Regions from separate parts of the Mus musculus genome. Here region 1 is linked to region 2. The links are chromatin contacts, called in public Hi-C maps. All regions are on one chromosome and are shown on one strand. The core of a region is the stretch at or near the end of the contact, and the rest is flanking DNA. Distances in the headings are between cores, read along the strand shown.

Region 1 (5,322 bases), core at 1,118-3,617, 210 kb after region 2:
TGGTGGTCCATGAACCACATGTCAACAGCAACAGAGAATCTGTATCAGAACAACACCAAAAAATAGGAAAGAACATGTTTACTCTAAAACAAAAAAGGTCTTCTGGGTTTTTTTTCTTTTTCAGATTTTATTTCTTTCATTTAGTTTTTAATCAAAGATTTTAATTTGTAAATATTCACTAATTTTACCCAGTGAATTAATCTTTATATACAGCAAAAATCTTCCTAATATGAATTAAGGCTATGTATCTGTTAACTAAGGAAGAAACACACATGCATAACAAATCATTTAAAATGTTACTTCTCATTCTAAATATAAAGATTCCCCAAGGAACTAGACTCTATACACTCTAACCAAGACAACAAATTTGGAAGATCATTAAATGACACCGTCCTTACACTAAATCTTTTGTGCGTTCTTTTGTCTTTAGACTCTTTGCTTTTCCTTAACATCGATGAGATGTTTAAACATAATACAACTGTCAACACACTCAACAGACTACTGCTCAAAATACAGGCTCTAAAGGACAGACAGTACACTAAAGTTGACAAAAGGTGCTGAAAAACATCTAGTACATCATCAAGCTGACAGTTACCTCTAAATTCTTTCCTAGGTTCTCAGCTATCTAGTTATTTTAAATAGAGACTTGCACTAAAGGTGAGGGTTAAAGTCTGGGTGGGTGCACTGGTCAGAAAGACCTTTTAGATTCTGAGTTAGAGACTTAATGGCAAGAATTTATCTTTATTTTTTAACACGTGAACTCTATTGCTTCAAGATTAGATGCTTGACTCTACAATGCAAAGCAAGTGTCTTAACCGTGCAGCTTGTATGTAATAAGGGATAAGGACCATCTGAAACAAGTAGTTGGAATAAGAAATCTAACCTGCCCTCACTTAGCCAATTCTACCACAAAGCTCTGTTACAGGATTATTAATGAACCTGAAAACAAAACATCAGACTGAACAAATAAATTTATTACCAAAACAAAAGGTAAACTATCCCATCATATATTATAGACTCCTAACTCAGAGGAAATATATCTTCTGAATTGGTTTATGAGGTTGCATAATATACACACTAATGTTCTCTTTCACTAAAACTAAAACACTACATTATACTTAGACTAAACGTTCCTGTGATGTGATTTTATGCGCATTGAGATCATGGTGGGGTAACTAAGTACAATTTTTGTCAAGTGATAATTGCTTGATGCCACGTATGTGCACATGACTAACCACAATTCTCTTCCTATGGTCTTCATGGAGACACAGTCTAACTCACTTTTTAGAAACAAGGTAAAATATTTGGGAAATCTACTCAAAACAATTAGCCAATAAAGTAATCAATTTGAAAAACTAATATGGCAAAAAGAGGCCTAGCAAACAGAAGATAACTGCTGAAGTTAAGGACTTTGGTGTAAATTAAGGCGTCTCAGTTTCACCATTTCCGGACAGTGTTGACACTGGGCCTGTTTCTCCATTGTTCCAAACTTCTGTTTCCTTACGTGAATAATAGTAAGTACATTAATACCTACTTCCTATATTTGTGGAAATGGATTGTGCCAATAGAAGCGAAGCACTCACGTTCCCAAGATCATAGCAGGCTCTTCCAACATTAGCTATGTTATTACCTACAATGAGAAAACTAAAGCATCCCTAGCATTGAAGTTAGTTTCGAAGGCAGATGGTTAAGACTTTTATAAAGCTTGGGTTAATTCACGTGACCGTAAATGGAGAGAAGCAGAAATTGAGGCAAAATCTGTAATGAATACAACACACACGAACGACTCTATCATCCCACTTCTCGGGGCTCATTCGCGCTATCCGAGAGGTACACAGCACTGGCTGCCCTGGGCAACAGTGGGACTCTGAAGTTTACTACCAAGGGGAGGCTTGGAAACCGAAGCAAAACAAGAGACTGTGCAGATGCGGAGAGTCCCGGGTTGAAGTTAAAGGGCCACAAGCTCGCAGCACCGTGGGCCCAGCTTCACCTGGTTCCTCCCAGCGACGAGGCGCAAAACACTGGGCCGCGCCATGAAGCGACGGCTACCGGGACGCGGAGGCCGAGGCCGGGGCCCCCGGAGGCCGCGCCCGGATCCGCGCTGCTGGGCCCAGCTCATTCCCGCAGAGAGCAGGCCCGGCGCCGCCCCACCGGAGGCCCCAGGCCCAGCGCGCGGCCTGGCGGTTACCTTCCGCGGGAAACTCCTCGAACTCGTCGTCCTCTTCCAAGAGACCCAAGTCGACCGGCTGCTTCTTTTCGGACATCGCGCCGCGCCAAGACCCAAGCTGCTCGGACCGGCCGCAAAGTCGGAAGCCTCAGTACTCCGGAGGCGCCGATCCTGACAACGCCGGCGCAACCATAGAGACGAGAGGGAAAGAGCTGCGGGGCAGCGCGAGGAATGCTGGGACAGCGAAGGTCCTCCCAGAGCGTCCTGCGGTTGTAGTAGGTCCTCCCGTCTTGAAACAGTGAACTGTTTTGTTTTATAGTGTGTTCGTTCGTTTTATTATTCATATAGTTGCCTACGTGTGAAAGATTTACAGTGTATTAAATTACTAAAGGCCATTATTTAGCTTACAATCACTAACAGAAATCTGGAAAGATAAAGTAACATAAGTTAAGAGCTTATTACATTATTCCACTACTCAAACCTAGCCTTGAGCATGCTGTTAAATATCTCCACATCACAGGGAACCCGGGACCAAAGGCAGCCAGAGGCACTCATATGCTAGACAATTCTGACTGTCCTCCAACCTTTCCTTTGTGCTGTGCTCCTTGACCTTACAATTGTGTTCCGTAGGGTTTCTGTTCTAACTAGTTGACAGGTTGATGTAAAAAATAAACAAGTAAAAAAAAAAAAAAATGATGTAACGTTGTACTGTTGTTCAAAAGATATGATTTGGTTTTGCTTTCTTTGTTTTAATTGTGACCCATGGAAAAGAACAAGACAATGAAAGATAGGAGAAAAGTTAGTGTCTAACCACACAGTAACACGTATTTGCCAGGCTAATAAATCTGTGTTCTATTGCATCTAAAGGGCTCTTATATGAGGTACTTAATTTCTCTTTAGTATAATTTATTTATTTTCAGCACCACACTTAAGGCTATACATATAACACACATAGTTACAGGTGCAAGAATAACTCTATTTGATATATAAAAATTGAAGAAGGTCTATAAGCCCTACTACTGAGGAAGTTGGGGCAGAAGGCATCCTTGGATACAATGAGTGTAAAATCAGGCTGGACAACTTAGTGAAACTGTGTCCCTAAATTAAAAGTAAACAGAGGGCTAGAAATATATCCCCAATGGCTCACTACCCCGTGCCAGAGAATTTTTAAAAAAACATGGGAAAAATGTTTGAACAATTTATGGATATAAATATGAATATTGTATGTTTTTTTAAAAAGATATATCAGAAAGTAGAAAGTGGAACATATTTTGTAAAAAATACTTTATTTTATACAAACACTCTTTCCTAATTCCATTTCCATTGCTATGATAAAATACCCCGGCAAAAAAGCAGCTCAGGGGAGAAAAGCTCATTTGGCTTATAATTCTAAGTTGTACTCCATCACTGCAGGAATGTCAAGGAAGAAACTTGAAGCCGCTCTCACATCCACAGTCAAGAGCAGAGAATAAATGTGTGCTTGCTATTTGGGTGCATCGCTGTCTCTAAGCTTACACAGTCCAGGATCCCTTGCCTAGGGAATGGCTAGCCCATAGTGGGCAGGCCTTTCCATTCCAATTAATGTAATCAAGACAGTGAGTGATAGATATGACCATAGAATAACCCAATAGTGGTTACCTCTCATTGAGACATTCTTCCCAGATGATTTCATGTGCCAAATTAACAATTAAAACTAATCATTACACTATGATTAGTTTCCTGGTCAAATATTTATTCTTTCTAGATCTTTAAGATTAACTCACCCTGAAGTAAAACCGGAATGTCTTAAGAAATAGGGACTCTTCCCTAGTCAAGTGCACTCTGGATACTTGAAGCTAGCTCTACTGGGATTTTATTCCTATTATGGCAACAAGACAACATGAGATCCCTATAAAGTGTTTTATATTGGGGGGAGGGGGGTTACATCATAAATTAAAAAAAAAAACTTTTATTAACAGTAAGTATGTCATACAATGTATTTTGATCATTTGGTCAATTCCAAGTCCTTTTCCTGACTCCTCAAAGAACGATTCTACCTCACTCCCCAATTTTGTGTCGTCCTTTTCATTTTAACAACTCCTCACCTTCAGTTTGCACTGTCTGAATCCGCCTGGATGTAGGGCCATCCATTGTTGATTATGTAGAAGCGAAACCTTCAAAGAAAACTGACTCTCTTTGCCCCAGGAACCATTAGCTGCCCATAGTTTCTCAGTTTGAAGTGCTTCCCCTTCCAGCTGATGCCTACCCGACGGACTGGTTCTTGTGCAGGCAAACAGCTATTTTGAGATCAATAAGTACAGCAGTCCTGTCATGTTCAGAAGGCACTGTTTAGCTCTAGTCCTCTGTGACCTTCGGCTCTTACAATTTGTCCACTTCTTCTATGATAGTTTTTGAACCTTGGGGAGGAGGTGTGACATAGACGTCCCACTTGTGGATGAGCATTCTGCTGACACTTTAACCTGTTTCTTTGACCAGGGACTGTCTGTCCCAGCTTGGGGTTCTTGGCTAGATTGGCAATGTCCGGGATATGTTTTCTTCTGTGAGCAGGCTTCAATCGCATCAGAAATAAATTGGTTACCTCCATGCCATTGGTGGCACTCTTGTACCCGGGGGCATACCTTACCGCACTGTTCATTACTGAATCTCACAGCATTTACAGCTAGGTAAGACTGCCACCTGACATCTTCCACCCAACATCTTACATAACACCTTCCCGTCTCATGAAAGCAGCCAGCAGGAAGGGAGCTTCGTCTCCACACTAAGTGGATTTCTCCACATCTTGTCACCAGGGGCATCTTAGTTTTATGGCTGAACTTTTTTTTTTTAAATCGATAAACCAGTAATGGCATTTGAAAGCACAGGCAGCTCTCTTAAGAGAGGAAGGTGTTTGTTTTTAGAGGGGTCTTTAGTAAGACATAGTTGTAACCCTTCCTGGCTTGGAACTCAACATGTAGACCAGACTGTGCTGCAAGTCACAGACCTCCACCTGCCTTGCCTCCTAAGTGCTGGAATTAAAGGTATGAGCCACCATGTCCAACATTCTTGATGTTCTGTTATACAGCAAATTTCTAGAAATTACTCATTATATAATAAAATTTTCAAAGAATTAATGTTTTTAAAATTAAGGTTTCAAATACCCTCTCTAAAATGCTGTT
Region 2 (5,151 bases), core at 1,078-3,577:
CCCAAATAGAGGCATGTGCTTTCCTGTAGCAAGAGACTTGTAGTGTATAAACCACTACTATTCTAAGACAGCCAGCTTCCCTAAACTCTCATTTTTTTATGCCATACCCAGGAAGCCCTTAGTTATCCCGTGGCAGTCTTCTCTCATATCCCCTAATTTATAGTCGTAGACTGAAGGTTAGATATTCATCTTGGCCCATTTTCATTCCCAGCTCCTTGCCAGGTCTGGACTGCATTTGGCTGTGATCCTGAAACTCCACCTAACTCTTACCATATTTTCCTTCCCCTCATCTCCATCCACTTGCCAAAGGTTTCTCTTCAGCTTCAACTGGATGATGCAAAACAACAGCCTTTCTCTTATGAAATCCTAGAGAATAAAAATGTTGCCACCGGTTGACCTTCACAGATTAGTGCTACCTAAGGACTATTGGCACGATCCTTCTATTGTGAGGCCAGTCTTCTTGGATTCCATTGCGAATTACAGTAAGACTGTGGGTATTCTAAGATTAAGTATGGTTCATGAAAGAGCTAGTATGTCCTCTCTGGTCCTGGCCTACTGTTCTCTCTGTTTTCCCTTATGTCTAAATTATCTCACAATTTTTAAAAGATAGAACAACTACTAGATTTGATACTGGGTCTTCCTACGTGGGTGGAAAGAAATGGTGAAGGCAGGTGTTAAAATGTTTACTGATGTCGTCAGCAGGGATGCAATGGAAGCAACCCTTGGTTAGCTGTCTTTAATTCATTGACTCAACATTTCTTTTTAGTGAGTAGAGCTTTTGTAGAACCAGTTTTTGAAGCTAACTATTAGTTTGTAGTTGATAAAGTCCTTAAATTAATTGACGGTAACTATAGTCTCTGTTGTTAGAGAAGATTAGAAACCATCCAAATGTGATAGACATTGAGCACACCAAGATGTTTTAATCAGAATTTATTAGATATTTAGCAAGTAAATAGCAAACACTCAATAAATGTCAATTATTATCATTATCCTTATCATTACCATGTGTAACAAACACACTAAAAGCTTTACTTAATCTTCAGAAAGTCTCTCTGAGGCAAGGCATACTACCTACAGTTTAATGTTGGCAATCTATGTAGAACCACCAGTGAGCCATGGGCAATGTTTTTTGAAAGAAAAAACTCACTGGTTCCAGGGCCTGTGTGCTGTAAATCACCACATTCTATTGCACTGTTGTCATGAAATAGCCTCTCAAAACACGTACATGTTTTAAAACAAGGCTTTTGGTCACTGTTTCTGTTCCAAAAGCCATGGTTTAAGACAGTAATTAAGTCTACAGATCCTGAAATGAAACAGCCTGGCTGGGTTTGAACCCAGAGTGTGTGACTTATAAACCATATGACTTTAAATACACAACTTAGGTTTTCTTGGCCTCGGTTTTCCATTCATAAAATGGACTGTGACAGTCATCTCCTTGGCTTGTTATGAGAGTTAACATGTGTAAGATATTTAGAATATGGCCTGATAATATGCTAAGGGCTCATTAAGCAGATGTTATTGTTACTGGAGTTGGCTCAGCTTTACGATCTCCACTCCTTTATGTTCCAAGGGAAGAGTAAACTCCAGGCCAGCAGGAAAGAATGATGATGTCATGCTCAAATCCATTATCAAACTGTTGTCACTCAACACATGCTCTAGCTCCTCCTATGTGTAAGGCATCTGCTCAGCCGTAGCTGTCTTGTTCTGGGGTAGGGGCCAAGTGAATGTAGACCAATTATATAACCTCAGCGAAAGGCATTCTTTACCCAGTGACTCATTCTGATGTAGCCCAAGTGGCTTCTATTTTTCACTTTCTTCTGAGCCCTTCCCGAGTTTAAGACCCAGCAACAAGAGCCCCTTACTGATGGATTGGTGAGATCTTTTAACCCTAAGCCTTGCCCAAATGGTGAATAAAACAAGCCTGCACAGTTGACAATAGAATATGTTAGACATTATTTCTCTGCTAGAAGCATAATTTTATCTTTAGATAAGAAGAACCTCTAAAATGCTATTATCAAATCGCTTATTAAATACATGTCTATTGAGTGAAACATTAAACTCTTTTATTCCCAGTATAACCTCCAAGAATCAACAAGCAATATTCTGTCTCATTGAATAGTTACCTCCATCCTTGAATAGTGAGTAGTTCGAACTCTATGTCCATTTGAATGTAATAACAGGCTTGACATGGAAAAGCTCATTCTCTCTTGTAAAAGTTCTTCTTGTTGATTGCCAGAATCACTACCATCACTCTTTGCTCGGTAGGCAAGGAGCTCTGGTTACAGCTCACAAGGGAAATAGGATTATTCTAGGGAAACATACCATGTCTGTTCTCATCTTGAAGACCTAGTGTTATGGATTGTGTGACTCACCAGGAAAGACACATCCTTGGGATGGGCTAGCCAAAGCAAATATCCAATGACATTTCTATTCATCTTTTACGTGTCTGGTATGCTAAAATAACACAAGGCTTCCTAAACTCATCTTAGCCTCATTTTTCAGGACCAGAGGGACCATTACTGAACCAGGGTCTTCATGATGAATTAGAAAATTCCAGTGCCAGTAGATATTCTTATACTAAATGCTGCTACCTAAGAATTCCCTTAACTGAAGACTGGCTGCTATGGCTGCGTGAACCCTGATGGCAATGGTTGTTATGGTGTACAGGGTCAGGGTTCCCTAAAACTGCTTCTTTAGCAAGGAGACTAAGAAGTAAGAGACTGGTTACAAGTACAGCCCAGACACTATGGGTATTATCCACCCAGACACTGTAGTGCTGCCCAAGTATCAGATTAACAGTGGTACCCACAACTGTTAACTTCCTGTTGGTTTTTTATGGAGCCCGTAGTACATGTTCTCAGTTTTCCTCATTTTCCCCTTACATCAGGAGTTTTTTTTTTTTCAGAGTTTCAGGGAAAGAGAATTCCTTTTATGGCTTTGTAGGACAGAGTCTATACTTTGTCCTCAGAAATGCACAATACAAAGGCTGAGGATAACTTTTTTGGGAATTTGTAGAGTTTTTGCAGTCCATGCTAGTATCCTCTGTGATTCAAACATCACAACTATGCTGTTGGGCTAGGTATATGTTCTGGGATTTGTTTTAATGACTGTCAAGTCACATGCTTTTCTAAACTGGCTCTTTTTCTTCTTGAATCTGCAACTTCCATCTTCAAAGACTACAAGCAGAGCTTGTAAGAAAAGAAAAGCTTGGGGTCTGGATTCCACATCTTTTTTTTTTTTTTAATATCATGGGACATTCATTTTTACTATGTATAAAAAACAGAATGGTCTAACAACTCCCCACACAATGCATTTGAGAATTGAGTCTACAAGTATCTGCTCATCAGCTCAGGGTCAGCCTTGTTTCAATTATACCAAAATTCAAATGCTGGAGGAAAGTCCAAGTTGATTTATTATGATAATGGTTATGTAAAACATTGCCGATAACTAGTGGTGCTATTGAGAACTGTATGGTCAGCAGTTCTTCAGAAGCAAGTAGTATCTACCCATATTTGAGGGAAAAGTTTGTCAAGTGTGCTAGCTCTTGCATACTAGTGGGAGTACTCTATCTTGGTCTAAATATTGAAAAATATTACAAAATATGTTGAATATAGACTGTATTTAAGAAAGACATGTATTAAGTGAATCAGTGATTTTTTTATGGCATAATCTTGTCAAGAATTCACTGTTTTACAAGAAAATCAAGAAGAGGGAGACCAATGGGTGAACACTTGGTTCCTCCTTAGAATAGGGAACAAAATACCCATGAAAGGAGTTAAAGAGACAAAGTTTGGAGCTAAGACGAAAGGATGGACTATCCAGAGACTACCCCATTCAGGGATCCATCCCATAATCAGCCACCAAACCCAGACACTATTGCACAATGCCAGAAAGATTTTGCTGAAGGGACCCTGTTATAGCTGTCTCGTATGAGGCTATGCCAGTGCCTGGCAAATACAGAAGTGGATGCTCACAGTCATCTATAAGATGGAACACAGGGCCCTCAATGGAGAAGCTAGAGAAAGCATCCAAGGAGCTGAAGGGGTCTGCAACCCTATAGGTGGAACAACAATATGAACTAACCAGTACCCCCAGAGCTCATATCTCTAGCTGCATATGTAGCAGAAGATGGCCTAGTCAGCCATCACTGGGAAGAGAGGAACCTTGGTCCTGCAAACTTGATATGCCCCAGTACAGGGGAATGCCAGGGCCAAGAAGGGGGAGTGGGTGGGTAGGAGAGCAGGACAGAGGGAGTGTATAGGGAACTTTTGGGATAGCACTTGAAATGTATATAAAGAAAATATCAAATAAATAAATAAATAAAAATAAAAATAAAAAAAGAATTCAGTGTTTTTAAAAGAACTCCTCAGTGTTATATATTGACCGAGGGTGGACACACTGTTAAAACTTCAAACAGGAAGGGTTTACAGCATTTCAGAAGGCTGCCTCTCTCTTAAGAAGAGGAAGACTGAGCTGTGGCAAGGACTTCAGTGACACCTTTTGTGCTTTCTTAAAAGAAGAATACTGGAAAAGGCGAAACAAAAGACCAAAAAAAAAAAAAAAAAGTTCTTTGAGAACACAGATCACATGAAGCCATTTAGTTCATCCTATTCGCCGTGTGCCAAAGTGGTCTGTAATTTTATGTTTCAGCCTGCCTGCTCTGTTTTTTAAAGTAGAGATTATATATATATTCTCAAGGATGTGTGCAAACGTGTGTGTTTACACAATTGAGATTACTAAACTGCACAGTGTCTCAAAAACACTGCATCTTACATTTATTTTCAAAAGTGCTCTGTGTTTTGCAGCAGTATCCGGGTCAAGAAAACATGGATCTTTATTTTTGCCAATAGTATTTTATTGAGGCAAAAATTACCGAGTGCTAACTGTACCCTTAGTCACTCCATGTATAACTATTGGAACTTGAAAGGAACAAAAAAAAAATACAATTCCAAACAACACATTCTGGTCAAAGGAACTGTTCTTTAGCTTTCTCCTCTCTGCTTGTTTGCCAACATGACCTAGGAAAACACCAAGTTTTGTCCAAGCCCTTTTATAAGCCAGTGCTGGACCTCTTCAGTGACCTACACTTTTAAAGTTGAAGGATGGTAACTGTATGGCCCTGCACACAAGGATGCTAGCAATCCTAGTTGT

Evidence for each region. Hi-C and Micro-C count contacts between places; a contact is called where the count stands out from the background.
Region 1: a Hi-C map of embryonic fibroblasts shows a contact between it and region 2, with 1.6 times the contacts expected there. The contact joins the promoter of Sem1 here to the enhancer-like site in region 2. A contact is called at or near these places in 1 of 39 promoter capture datasets (macrophages), 3 of 484 Hi-C or Micro-C datasets (the HL-1 cell line, embryonic fibroblasts and tail fibroblasts) and 1 of 115 datasets of contacts at active chromatin or transcription factors (bone marrow-derived macrophages).

What each region holds. Positions count from the first base shown.
Region 1 is chr6:6,576,291-6,581,612 of GRCm38.p6, forward strand. Sem1 (SEM1, 26S proteasome complex subunit) reads right to left here and starts at 2,368. Exons shown (of 3, transcript NM_009169.2): 1 at 2,189-2,368. The coding sequence starts at 2,264.
Region 2 is chr6:6,370,289-6,375,439 of GRCm38.p6, forward strand. The region is part of intron 3 of Gm20619 (predicted gene 20619); the gene reads left to right. Among named protein-coding and RNA genes, the nearest start is that of Gm52888, 17 kb to the right of the region's middle. Within about 2 kb of position 2,328, at least 20 of the 459 cell types and tissues checked have an H3K27ac peak or open chromatin away from gene starts, as enhancers often do. A contact at or near this core is called in embryonic fibroblasts and tail fibroblasts, where this site is marked.